Linked DNA regions of Mus musculus: all the other regions are linked to region 3. The links are chromatin contacts, called in public promoter capture Hi-C maps. All regions are on one chromosome and are shown on one strand. The core of a region is the stretch at or near the end of the contact, and the rest is flanking DNA. Distances in the headings are between cores, read along the strand shown.

Region 1 (3,162 bases), core at 210-2,709, 2.8 Mb after region 3:
AAGGGACATGAATTAATCTCACAGACAACCAGTCATCCCTCCACTCTTTTTTAATTGATTACTAATCTTCCTCACAAGGCTAAAATTTATTCTATTATTACAATTCTGGTCCACACCCCATCTTCCAACCAAAGGAGTGTGGTTCTTAGTATTCTCTCATTAACTACAAAATAATTCAGGGAACCTTTTATGGCTCACAAAGGACTTATGAAAGATGTCAAACTGCACTAAAAGTTACAATTCTGAAGCTGACAGTGTATGAATAAGCGAGACCAGCTTTCATCTGTCTCAAAGATGACTTCCTCATGTCCCCTTCCCACCAACTTCCCCATCAATGTTTCCAAGGGATTTCATTATAGAAGAACCTAATTTTACAAGTTACCTGCAGTTTCTAAACACTATGCTAGAGCTAAGACAAATATAAGCATCCTCTTTATTAATCTTCAATTCCAGTATCTGGCATTGTAGTCAGTACTGAACAGGTTAATAAGGGACAGTTTATTATTTAAACTGATGAGCTGAAGGCATGAGAGGGCAGGAAAAAGGTATCTGACATCAAAATGCGCTTCTGGGTCTCACTCCCTCTGACCTCGCCATTATTCCATCCCCAAACTGTCTACCACAATCTTCGGCTTAATATTGGTCTCTGTTTATTAAGAATGGTGTAGTTAGGGCAGCAATTACCAGTACACTGCAAAAAAGGATTCGGGCTGGAAAATTTGTCCAAATGTGACTGAACATTTCGCGATTGCCAGAGGAGCGTTTTAGACCAATGTCAGGACTATGACATATCTATCCTGAAATGACTAAGAAATGAGCTTCACCGGTTTCCCAAAACGCAAAGACATCTCGATTAAGCTCTTTTTCCTTTTCGACCCTTCTCAGGATTTCCTTCCTCAACCCCCGTTCCTACGCAGGTCTCTGTATCTCAGCTCAGGGCCTCTTCAATCCTTCAGATTCTAGTAGGAAAAGGAAGACATCCCTCGTTGCGCCCCCTTCCTTCGGGCGCTTCTTCCTCCATCCACCCTTCCCGGCCTACCCCAGCCTTCACTAGGCCTCAACCCTCATCCATTGTTATTTACATCGTCGTCGGGGGAGGCTGAACGTTTCACCCCGTGCGGGTGAGACTCCCGGGCAGCACTCATCGTAGCTGGGATCCTGACGGGGATATGCCAAACACACTCGCAGTTCTCCTCAAACGCGACACCAGCAGCCCTCACCCAGCCGCCGGACCAAGCAGCGCCACTCCAGAACGCAGAGCCCCCTCCGGCCCTTCACCGCTACAGTCGTCACTGCTGCGGCCGCTCGTCACCCTGGAGCACACCGGGAGTTGTAGTTTTTTTGGACTCACTCTTTACTGGCCTGACTAAGCCGTCTTCAGTGACTTAAACTACATTTCCCAGGAGGCCGAGCGAAGCATCTCGCGCGGCGTGGCGGGAGAGCCCTCGGAGGCTACGCTTTCTTCGGCGTGTAGAGGGAGCTTTCCCGTGGATGGGTATGGTGGTGATCGTTGGCGGAGAGCTTCGTTGCCACAGACAGACCTAGAGTGGGTTTTCGCCTTTTTGTGTGTGTGAGGTTCTGCCCTGTTAGTAAACACATTCATCATAGTTAAACACATAGACTTAAGTGTAATGTTTGAGGCTTTTTGAATACAAGTTCTCGGCCCAAGACAAAAACCTAAAACATGGCTTCTTCCCCCAGCCTAATGTGTGGTCTCTACTGCTCACACGGGATATTCTAACGTCTTCATTCTCTTCCTTTCCTTCCTTCCTTTCTTTTCTTACTGAATAGAGTTCAGTGTGAAGCTGAAGGCTTGTTAATTGGCTGTTTTGTTTTTCGTTTTTTTTCTAAACAGCTCCACCCCTCAGGAATTGTGGACCGTTTTCCACTGGGCTTAGTGTATTCTAGATAAGAGTGACCCAACTCTCTGATCCCTTTTTAAGGTAGATATTATTTGAAACTTCATCGACTGAAGTCTGTCTGCCAAAAAAAAATCCTGTATCTTTATTATTTTTCTTGGGGTGGGGGTGGGGGGTAAGTTTCCTATATAATAAACCCCTTTAAAGTTACAATACAGTAGCAGTCTCAACCTGTTTCAACTGTCTCCTCAGTCTAGTTGCAAGAGACCACCCCCACCCCGCCCCCTTAGGATGGATACATTCGCTGCCCTTCCCATTTGCAATCTTGTTTCTAGTTCCCTTTTCCTCATTTCCCTGCTCCCTTTCCAGCCCCAACTAAGCTTCCTGCAAGATCTTGTAGTCCAGTGTTCAGATACTGAAGATAAACTTCTGTATGTTATAGCTGAATTTGCATCCACAGGTGAACCTGACATACTGTCAGGATGACTTTCTTGCCCTTACTCATTCTGAAGACTTCCAGCCTTGATTTTTAAAAAGATTTTTTTTTCAAGTATAAACAAATAGTATGACAACAGTACATGGCTAGTCTTAAGTCCCCATACCGAGTGGTCTATGAGACACCTGTCAGTGTCTGTGCTCAGCAGTTACTCTAGTTGAACTACATTTCAGATGACGATGAACCACTGATAGAACTGTGCCCAAAGTGAAACCTGACTATGCCTGTGAACCTAGTGTCTGGGAGGTGGTGAAGGAAGATAAGAAATTCAAGATCATCCTCTTCTAAGTAATGTGTGGTTTGTCAGCCGAGTCTATAGTAAGACCTCCTCTCAAAATAAAAATAAAAAATAAAAATAAAATAAAAACAGTACCCCACCCCCCGCCCCTATCCCAAACATCAGGACTTAGAGCTATGCACACAGGGAAGACAGTTTCTTAATTTATGCAGTCATAGATCCAATTCCTTTATTTTTGAAGCAGAGACTAGCTTTTAAATAAATTATATAAAAATACGGTTAGAGCTATATTTAATAAGCCTAACCAAAACAAACTAATCTCTTATTTCTGTGTTAAACCACAATAAAGGAAAAAAAAAAACCCATGAAGAAAATATTTTTAGAAGTGGTTTTTTAGTCACTAAAATTAAAATATTTTACCTACTAACTTCATGACCCTACTTAGTTTTTATTTAACTTTTATAAATGCAATTACAATGGAATTCCATCGAGGTAACAAAGTAGGATGATTATAATTCACTTCAAATAGATTTGAAAAATTGTAATAAGCACAATTTAGAACTCTTAAT
Region 2 (3,283 bases), core at 492-2,991, 2.4 Mb after region 3:
ACAGTAAGTACCTTAGGGAACAGAGGAGAGTAAATGCGACAGGGGCTCCACCACAGAGCAGTGGGTAAATGAAAATAGCCTAAGAACAGCATCTGTAAACCCACAAGGAGGCAGAGAGGAATTGTTACAATGTATTTATGGATGTTTTAAAGGACACCTTGCAGAAGCTGGTGCCCCCTTCTACCCTATGGGTCACTGGGACCAAACTCAGAGGGAGATCAGGCTTGGCTGCGGGCGCCTTTATCCACCGAGTCATCTAGATGGCTCTTGGAAATGAATTTTTGACCCACATCAGACAAACCTAATGATGGAGAGTCCTGTGCTCACCTAATAACTAGAGTGATACTATCTGAGATTTCATTTGTAATCCTAAATTTCCATTATTTTAATGTGCAACCCTGTTAATTGTGTTAACCAAGGAACATGTGTTGGAACATGGACCATTATTTGTTGAATTTGAGTTTTATAGAACCATAACACAGCTTATGTGAGGGAAAACTCCTGATACAATTTCTAAGATAAAATAATCTGAGCATTACTCAAGTCCAGTTTCTTAACAAAACCAGCCAGGGAAGACCTTAAGAAGCAATTTAAATAGCCAAAGGCTCCCTGGTCCAAATGCCTGGTAGAATACTATCACCTCTTGACAATTCTTTGGGACAATCATCTCAACATTTTAAGCTTTCCTGTAGGGAAATCCCAAAATTAACTGTAACTCACTATAACAAATATTTTCATTTAAGCCCCGTATCCTCCTGCCTCAGGCTCCCCTAACAGCTGATATTGTGTGAGTCACCACTTTCCTGCCTTTTGTCAAAATCAGGATGATTGGGGAGGGGGATAAAATGTATATTATTTATCCACAGTTTCTTAAATAAGAAACTTAGATGATAGCACTCGGCATTCAATTGTGTAAAAGGTACATTAACCCGTGTAAAAGGTATAAATTATCAGAACAAGGGTTCCTGTTCATTTTCATTCTCTTCCCCTCCACCCCTTTCTGATTTTGCAAAATAACTGTCTGGTAAGACTGCTGTCTGTATCAACCACAATAACCACACCAGCCCACGGAGGTAACATTCAGCAGGTGCAACAAGAAAGTAACATCTTTCTCTTCCCCCTAAATCAAAATGTATCCTCTTTCACCTAATTTGTCACTTTGGGGCAAACGATACTACAGCTGGCAGGAACTTTCTCCTTAGTGGCAGATGCTGGTTTCACATACCCCGGGGAAGAGCTGTGTTCCTGGGCCTAGCTTTGCTCCACAACTGGAGGGGGGCGGGGGGGCGCGGAGCATCAGCCGGGAATCGATAGGTCCAGAGACCTCACCAGTGGGCGAGCCCCTCGCCCACGTACCCCGCCCCAGTCTGGGTCCAGCACCTACTCTGCCTGCTCGTGCTACCCACCCGGAAGAAAAGCTCAAGCGCTCTGTAGCTAGAAGAGTGGTGGAGTGGACCCGACGCCTCCGGCTTCAGCTGGGAGACCCTCCCCAACCTTGCCCGCCCAGAACTCGGCCCTCCATGCCCACAACCATGGGCAGGGCAAGAACAGACCTGCGCCCTCTCTTCTGTGACCCGTCCAGCCTCCTCGAGGCTGGGATCTACACCCTGCTCCGCGCCACTGACCTTCTCTGCAGGGTCCCGGCGCGCGAGGCTAAGCCGACTGATGCCCGCCGCGAGCACACCAGTTTTCCCTGCCCACGGCCCTCCGCCTTGCTCTGATCCACAGCCTAATGCGTGCCCGCCTCCTGGTTGCCATGGTGACTGCCTCCTCCCCCCACAGCCGCTAATTGGTCCAGCTCCGGATCGCGGAGGACTCCTATTGGTGAACTGGTCCAGGGACGCGCCTACGCGAAGGCGCTTCTGGAAGAACTAGCCAAGAGGGACGTGGCGCTCTCCGAAGCGTGAGGAAGCCGCGCCTCTTCCTTCCCTTGCTGTCTTAGACTAGCTCTTAGTGCATGGCTTAGTAGGGTGAAGTGATGCCCGGGGATCCCCCACAAAATCTTAGGGTTTGCCAGGTTCTTGGTCTCTGGCATGAGCCTGCAGCGCCCACAGTGGTGGAGAAAAAAGTGGTAGCCCTCTTGTGAGTCTTGGAGAGCCTCTTTCCTGCAGGGACTCAGACTGGTATTTAACGTACCCCCACCCTCCTTATCGTGGTCCCTGAGTCCCTGTGACTTAATAGCATTTACCTCTCAGATACAGATTTTTCTTCTCTCTGCCCCGTGGAGTCAAGACATCTTCAACACATTTAACATTAACAACATTTTAACCGTGGGGCATTTTGTACGTGCTTGGAGGGTAGAAAAGCTTTAGAGCCTTGGAGCTGGTTTTGAAGCGTGAGTGCCAGTTACTCGCACCTGACTGATTTTTAGGGTGTTTTGTTTTGTTTTGTTTTGTTTTGTTTTGTTTTTCAACCCAAAGAAAAAGGTCCTAGGTTGTGTACTGACTGGCTGGTCTCCTTGCTGCAACGAAAAATACTAAGAAAAGCAGTTAAAGAAGGAAGAGGGGTTTGGTTTGGTTTGGTTTGGTTTGGTTTGGTTTGGTTTGGTTTGGTTTGGTTTTGGGGTTTTGCTTGTTTGTTTTGCTCACAGTTTAAGGGTGTGCTTCAGTACAGCAGTAGAAGAAGCTTGAGGCAGCTGGCACAAGGTATCAGGAAGCAGAGAGAGACACACGAATGCTGGCACTTAGCACTCTCGCTCGCTCGCTCTCTGTCTCATTCTCTCTATCTCTAGTTGGTTGAATCTACAAACGAAGAACCCACAGATCCAGGGGAGGGTAGACTGCAATGGAAACCACTGTTAGCAAGACACAACGTGGGTTAATGGCTGTGTGCACCATTAGAGATCAGACTTCTCTCTTGCAACACTCAACTTTTCTAACCCATCCTAAAGAAGGTATCAGAGCACTATGCTTCCATTTCCTTGTGTATAAAATGGGGTCAGTAACAGCCACACACACACACACACACACACACACACACACACACACACACTTACAGTCTATAAAAAAGAGTCAGTCACATTGTACTAACTCGGCCATTCTTGGGATGGTGACTAAACCAAAACCTCAGCCTCTAGATTTTAACTCTTATCCACACCTCTCGTCCACTTACTTTGAATAATATCCCAAAGCTAAGCTCCTTTTGTGTTTTAGAATGTTGTCCATTTTTTGTTTTGTGGCTCTGCTTCCACTGAGGGATTGAGAGCAGAGACATATGTTTAAAAAAAAATGAACAAGTTGAATGTAATGACACTTGAAGAGGATAAAAGATTATGTTATAGGCA
Region 3 (3,203 bases), core at 401-2,900:
GTAAGTGACATCAATTCCCTTGCTTTTCAGAGAGCACTAAAACCCTTTGTCCTTGCTTTTATCCAGGTATAACACACCCCACAGAAACTGATTCCACAAGAAAAGACAAAAAAAAGTATCAATATTTATGACCATGTATTGAGCCTTTCAAAGTCCAGAGCATCTTCTCATTATCTCACTTGGTTCCCACTACAGCCCTGTGAGGTAGGAATTATCCCCCTCAAAGAGCACCTTCCCCAGTACTACTTGTGATATTACCAATTTGACGGGGCAGCAACACTGCTGTGGGCTAGTGGTCCTGGACTGAATAAAAGGAAGGAAGTGAGTTGAGCCCCAGAATCCATCTCTGTTTCTTAGTTGTGGATGCAAACGGGACCGGCTGCCAGGAGCCCCCACTGGGATGATGTACCATATCCTCAAACTGTGAGCCCAAATAAGTCTCTGAGTTGCTTTTGTCAGATATTTTTCACAGCAATAAGAAAAGTATCAAACTATACAATAAACTGTACTATGAAGATCTATTGGCTTGGAAAAGTGAATCCTCTGGGTGAAAGACAGTAAGTATATAGACACCTGAATATTGCTGCAGATAGTTCCTCGGGTAAGGACCCTAAGGGTAGAACTTACAAGAACATCAGGGTGAAACCTTTTCTCTAAAGCAAAGGTTACAGGGAAGGAGTAATGCAAGCCCTGTGGTCTGGGAGGACTGACTGACTCTTCTCTTCTTCCTCTGAACTCACCACTTCTTCCAAGTCACCATTTTTCCCTCTATACACTGACAAATTCACTGTTTCCATTCACGAAACATTTACTGACCTGGAACTATTCCATAAATATTGCTATTTAAATTTATCAAAATTAAGTAAAATAAGAAATTTGGTTCTTCTAGTCTGCCAGTCCCAAATTACACCCCAAACCCATTTAACAGCACAGATTATTGAACGTTCTATTAGTGTTGTATTGGACAGCCAATGCCACAAGAATGAAAATCTTTCAGTAGCTGGAAGGCTGAGGCAGGAGGATACTCAGCTGGAAGCCAGTCTGTAGTCCAAAAAGGCGAGAGAAAAGGGAGAAGGGATAGACAGCGGACTTATTATGAATGAATCTGTGTCTCTTGCCTTTGAGATCTGGAGGCTTTGGAATGAAGGAAAACTAACACTCTTCCTGTAACCTAGGATCTGTGACTACGTGGTTCTACCTCCTAACACCACGACATAGGTACCATTGTTATGCCCGCTGTACGACTATTACAAGACCCCATGACCAAGGTTCGTGGGCTACAAAGGAACAAGTGATCTAGCCTGCTTGTGGGGCTTCAGAAAGGCTTTGGGGCAAGTGGAGATCAAAATCTATTTGTCCACACCAAAATACTTCCTGAGTATCACCGGAGCCTGTCTACAGAGTTCATTCATTCCCTGCTTCCTCGGGCGATCTGCGGGCGGTCCGGGTCTCTACCCTGAAGCTTCACACTACGCAACTCTCTGACCGGGTTTCCTTCTGCGAGCCTGTTGCCTGAGGTCGCACCGGAATCCAAGACATACGCCAACCTCTTTCTCCGCGTGTGGGCCTAAGGCTCGGCTCCTCCGCCCGCGCGCGTCACCCGCCTGGCGCACAGAGGCTTGGAACGCGCGTCCCGGCGGGTCCCGCCCGCGTCCCGCCCGGCCCGACCAGCGGCGGGGCGCCTACCCTCGCAGATCTGATCCCATAGGCTCTTCCCCGGCGGCTCGACGACCTGCGGGGGTGACACGAGCACTTCGGGAGACCCGGGCGACACTGCGGGCACCGGCGTGCGCGTAGTGATCGGCGAATCCGCGGAGCCGCTCGCCTCCTCACGCAGCACGCTGCGGCTGGATACAAGTCTCGGCGCCGCCATGGACGCGGTTTCTACAGCAACCCAGGGCACCGGGAGGCCGCGACCCGGAAGGAGAAGGATTTCGAGGGGGCGGGCCAGAAAGTCGAAGCTGACTTCCGGATCGCGGCTGCGCGGCTGCTCACGCGGGGACGCTTGGCCTGCTAGCGAACCAGGTGAGTGCGGGTGGTTTGTGCGGGGCCCCGAGGAAGGTGCTGCACGCTGGGGGAGAGGAAAACAAAGATAAGTCACCCCCAACTCGCCTGCAGCCCTCGGTTTCTCTCCAAGCCGTCCCGCCTTGGAGTAGGCATGGGGATGATCCTGGCTAGCAAGCAGCCTGCGGTTGGTGAGGGCAGCACACGCTCCTCTGGCTCGAGTCCGTGTTTTGCACCTTGTTGACTTTGAGACCTAGTGAGTTACAGTCTCCGAGGCCTGTGAGGCTTATTGGTCACACTAACCCTATCCACTGCTGCCGCGGGAATTTAAGAGTGCCTTCACACTGGGCATAGTGGCCCACGTCTATAACCCCGGCACGCGGGATGCAGATCAGCCCTAGCGACGTAGTCAAACTTTGTCTCAAAAACAAGGCGCTTTTGAAGAAAGCTTGTGTTTGCAGGTGATGCAGTGTAGGTTCGGTTCCACTTCTCGCGAGTGAAGTACAGTTAAAGGGATGGAAAAGAGTATGTTGCTGTTGGCTGAGTGGCAAAACAAAGAAGTGGGTTAAGCTGACGCCTGGGACCTTTTTGTCCGGGTTATTTTTCGTGATCACTGGCCCTAATCCTGTAGAATCATCATGGTCTTACTTGATACTGGCCTGTCGGGACTTGTATCTTTCTCTCCTTTGTGAGTCCCCTTCCTATGTCCTCTAAAAGTCAGTATGTCTTGAGGCCCAGTTATGTTTTCTTGTTAATTATCATCCCTGAAGTCCTGTTTATGTCGTCTCTGTTGGCGAGAGTGACTTCCTTGCCTCAGCCCTACAGTACACATGCTGAGTGAGTTATATCAAGGCAGCTGTTTCATCCAGCTGCCCAGTCACCCTCCACTTCTGCCTCAAGGGTTGACTCTACCATCCTATTGGTCAAACTGGAAAACCATGTTCAATATTATGGAGTTGAGAAAAATGCCACCATAATATTGGTGTATAAGATTATACATGTCTGTGGGGGCATCTTCTTTCTTTCTTTCTTTCTTTCTTTTTTTTTTTTTTTTGGTTTATCTGTATAGCTCTGGCTGTCCTGGAACTCACTTTGTAGACCAGGCTGGCCTTGAACTCAGAAATCTGCCTGCCTCTGGCTCCGGAGTGCTGGGATTAAAGGTGTGCGCCTAAAGCAAGGTGAGAGTGGACTTGATATGG
Region 4 (3,175 bases), core at 81-2,580, 2.2 Mb before region 3:
AGTCAGTGAATACTGAATATGGGGTTCACTTGTATTTGAAAGGAGATTTGGACATACGAGATCACGTACACTTACTCAACTTCCTGTCTAGAAGTTGCCTGGCTTAAAATTAAAATAGGCTCATGAGAAATTTCTATCCACAGAAACACAAGTGCTTTTCAGGAGAAGCTGACCCATTTCCTAAGTCATCTGTCAATCCCTTCCAAGCCTATGGGCAGTAGGAGCCTGGGCTGTGGGAAGCAGGCCAGGTCTGTTCCCTGCAAGCCACACTCTGACTACAAACAGACAATGCCAAAAGTGCACTTAGGTGTGCTCTTAGAGGCTGTGGTGACATGCCACTAAATTCATAGTGAGGCTTCTGATGCAGCGTGTGATAGAGCACGGGGAAAGGGAAGAGTACACACGTTTCAGTGGCCAGCACTGCATTCTCTCCCTGTCAGGGGAGTTCGTTCTTGGAGGGCGGGGAAGCTGCTTTTCTGGGCTTCCTTGAAGCAGGGTACCGGTGCCACACCTTAGCCTGTTGCCAAGACTGGAATGAGCTGGTGACCCAGAATAAAACAAGGCTTTTTGCCAAGTGCAAGCACTAATATCAAGTGGCTAGGGAGGTGGGCTGATGAGTGGGTGCTAATGACAGAATTTGCAGCACGTAGTACCCATCATCAGACCAGTTTCCCAGTGTGACTCAAGCTCCTCTTGACCTGGAGTTCACATGGTTCTCCAGGCCTTCTGAGACTCCAGGAGCCACTTCAAGTCCTGTTAACAAGTCTCTTTTTGCTGATCAGCTGAGTTCCTGATACTTACAAAGAACCACTTGACTAGTAAAGGCTGGGGGAGAGGGGGTGCTGTGTGTGACTCAGACCCAAAGCAAGCACCAAGGGACATAGCCATTTTGCTTATCAACACCAAGAAATCTTTCAATGCAAGCCAGGCGCACAAGCTTAACAGCAGCTGTGTACCTTTTTACCATGCCGGATGCTCTGGTCACTCCCTGGGTTTTTCTCCCAGGACTACAGGAAACATGGCCTCTGCTGCTGCTGCTCACGTCTAACAGTTTCTGGCCCTGAGAGGCCCTCTGCAGTGGAGCACATCAGTAAGAGCACTCTAAAATGCCAGGCTCTGCTTGAGGAGTACTGACCTCCTGCAAGCTCCACAAAGAATATCAAATGCCCATGGCAGTTTCTAACATACACGCACGCTTAGACTGAAATCTCAACTCTAAATGGTGAAACTTATTACAAACCATTCTTACACAATTTCTAAAAGTTCCTGCTTGTGCTTCCTTAATATGAGTTCCTCTCTTTACTTCTTCCTTTCTGAAAGGAGAAAAGTGGAGAAGGCGGCACATGCAGCAGAGATGGGCCCCGTGAGTGCACGCAGGAGCCGCCTCCGGCCAGAGATCAGCCTGATCCTTTTCCAAGTCGGTAAGAAGGTCAAGCTTTCCTTTTCTCCAGCTCATTAAGTGACCGCTGCTTCTCGCCTTATCTGTGTACTTAAGCTCTTAGCACATAATTTAAGAAGGCAGCACTACAGTAAGTCGGGGGCTGGAGGAGGTCACTTCTCCCACAGAATTAGGTACTAAAGCATAGCTGAAGAAAGGTTTCCTACCGGCCCTTGGTTGTTGATGCTGCTTTGAGCACATCTCACCAGAGAGAATCTGTGACCACTTGTGCTAGTCACTCAGTCAATTCCCACACAGGCAAGCTCTGGACTAATGTACACTGTACAATATTAGCTTAATACTTTCATAGCACAATGTTTCTAAAGGCTGAAAAGAACTTGGATTTAAAGCTGTAACTTGACCTAGAGAAAAGTCACCTGATAAAATAACTAATCTTTAAATTCTATCTCTACCTGTTCTAGCACTATAAAAGTTATTTATTTCATCATAGTTTAAATAATCTAAGATTTGTCCACTAAATCTGGATTGCAGGGCAACAAATGGAGCCAATGTTCTTGTAATTAATTTTTTTCTCATCTGTAAATACATGGTAGAGTAGCCTAATGGTGGAGGACTTGCCAAGCATATGTAAGGGTCTGGGTTCACTCTCCAGCACACACAAGAAAAGGAAAGGAGAAATGCAGAGGGAGGGGAGATGGGGCACGGGGAGGAGGAGTGAGTGAATTATTCCTAAATGTTAACAGTGGCTCTTCTGGCTGAGGAACCACGGTGATGTCTTATACTGCTCTATTGTCTGCCATGACTATACACTACTTTTGTACAGAGCTTTGTTGGAGTTAGAGAAAAGCTTTATCTTCCCATCTGTATTGTGAAATGTCTGCAGATATAATAACAAAAGGAGGGGATGAGATAGTGAGGAGACCTGAAACAAGCCCCAGTTAATGAACGCTAGGCAAGGCTGGGTCTGTGTGCTACTTTTGTACGTTTGACATTTTCTATAATAATAAATGTTGGGCAGGGCAGTGGTGGCACAAACCCAGCACCTGGGAGGCAGAGGCAAGCGGATTCTAAGTTCAAAGCTAGCCTGGTCTACAGAGCAAGTTCCAGGACAGTCAGGGCTACATAGAGTAACCCTGTCTCAAAAATATCATGATAATAATAATAGTAATTGTTAGCTTCTGATGCTAATAGTAATAACAGGTGTTGGAGCTGGGGAGATATCTCAGTACAGTGCTTGCTGTACAAGCTGAGGGTTACTAGAACAATATAAAAGAGTCAGGCCTGGTGGCACACACTCACCAGCTCAGTGATGGGGAGGCAGAGCTGGGCTCCCTCACTAGCCCGGCCTACCCAACACTGAGACCCTCTGAGGGAAAACAAAAGTAAATAATTCCAAAGAACACAACTGAGGCTGTCTTCTGGCTTCCACACACATCTCTACACTCATGCCCGCACACCCACAGACATAAGTATACACACCTGAACAGGCTGACATACGTAAGCACACACAAAATAAGCTCAAGGTATCCAAAATAACGTCTCTACTCATTTTCTAACAGTTTGCCAAAAGGAATAGGGTGATTTTATTTCCTCCACTGAGCTAAATTTCAACATTTTCAGTGGAAACTGATTTAAAACATACAAAAAAACCTACTGAACCTAGAAATTCCTACAAGAAAAACTTCACAGGAGAGGACTTTAGTGAGATACTATCCAGACTTCTCTTTTTGACTAATGTTGCTCAACTGCAGGGGGAAGGGACACCGTTGTTCCCTC

The links. Promoter capture Hi-C pulls out the DNA fragments that hold promoters and counts their contacts.
Region 1: a promoter capture Hi-C map of pre-B cells shows a contact between it and region 3, with 6 times the contacts expected there. The contact joins the promoter of 1700003G18Rik here to the promoter of Knop1 in region 3. A contact is called at or near these places in 2 of 39 promoter capture datasets (the 3T3-L1 cell line and pre-B cells) and 1 of 484 Hi-C or Micro-C datasets (CD4 T cells).
Region 2: a promoter capture Hi-C map of pre-B cells shows a contact between it and region 3, with 5 times the contacts expected there. The contact joins the promoter of Nucb2 here to the promoter of Knop1 in region 3. A contact is called at or near these places in 1 of 39 promoter capture datasets (pre-B cells) and 1 of 9 other capture datasets (adipose tissue).
Region 4: a promoter capture Hi-C map of liver shows a contact between it and region 3, with 2.7 times the contacts expected there. The contact joins the promoter of Igsf6 here to the promoter of Knop1 in region 3.

What each region holds. Positions count from the first base shown.
Region 1 is chr7:116,091,446-116,094,607 of GRCm38.p6, reverse strand. It overlaps 1700003G18Rik (RIKEN cDNA 1700003G18 gene), which reads left to right and starts at 1,459. Exons shown (of 4, transcript NR_029433.1): 1 at 1,459-1,546. 1110004F10Rik (RIKEN cDNA 1110004F10 gene) reads right to left here and starts at 1,228. Exons shown (of 5, transcript NM_019772.2): 1 at 1,083-1,228. The coding sequence starts at 1,145.
Region 2 is chr7:116,502,827-116,506,109 of GRCm38.p6, reverse strand. Nucb2 (nucleobindin 2) reads right to left here and starts at 1,741. Exons shown (of 14, transcript NM_001130479.2): 1 at 1,626-1,741.
Region 3 is chr7:118,854,445-118,857,647 of GRCm38.p6, reverse strand. Knop1 (lysine rich nucleolar protein 1) reads left to right here and starts at 1,650. Exons shown (of 5, transcript NM_023197.3): 1 at 1,650-2,025. The coding sequence starts at 1,872. Iqck (IQ motif containing K) reads right to left here and starts at 1,896. Exons shown (of 9, transcript NM_001374605.1): 1 at 1,687-1,896. The coding sequence starts at 1,873.
Region 4 is chr7:121,072,685-121,075,859 of GRCm38.p6, reverse strand. Igsf6 (immunoglobulin superfamily, member 6) reads left to right here and starts at 1,330. Exons shown (of 6, transcript NM_030691.1): 1 at 1,330-1,421. The coding sequence starts at 1,355. All of the region lies in intron 4 of Mettl9 (methyltransferase like 9), which reads right to left.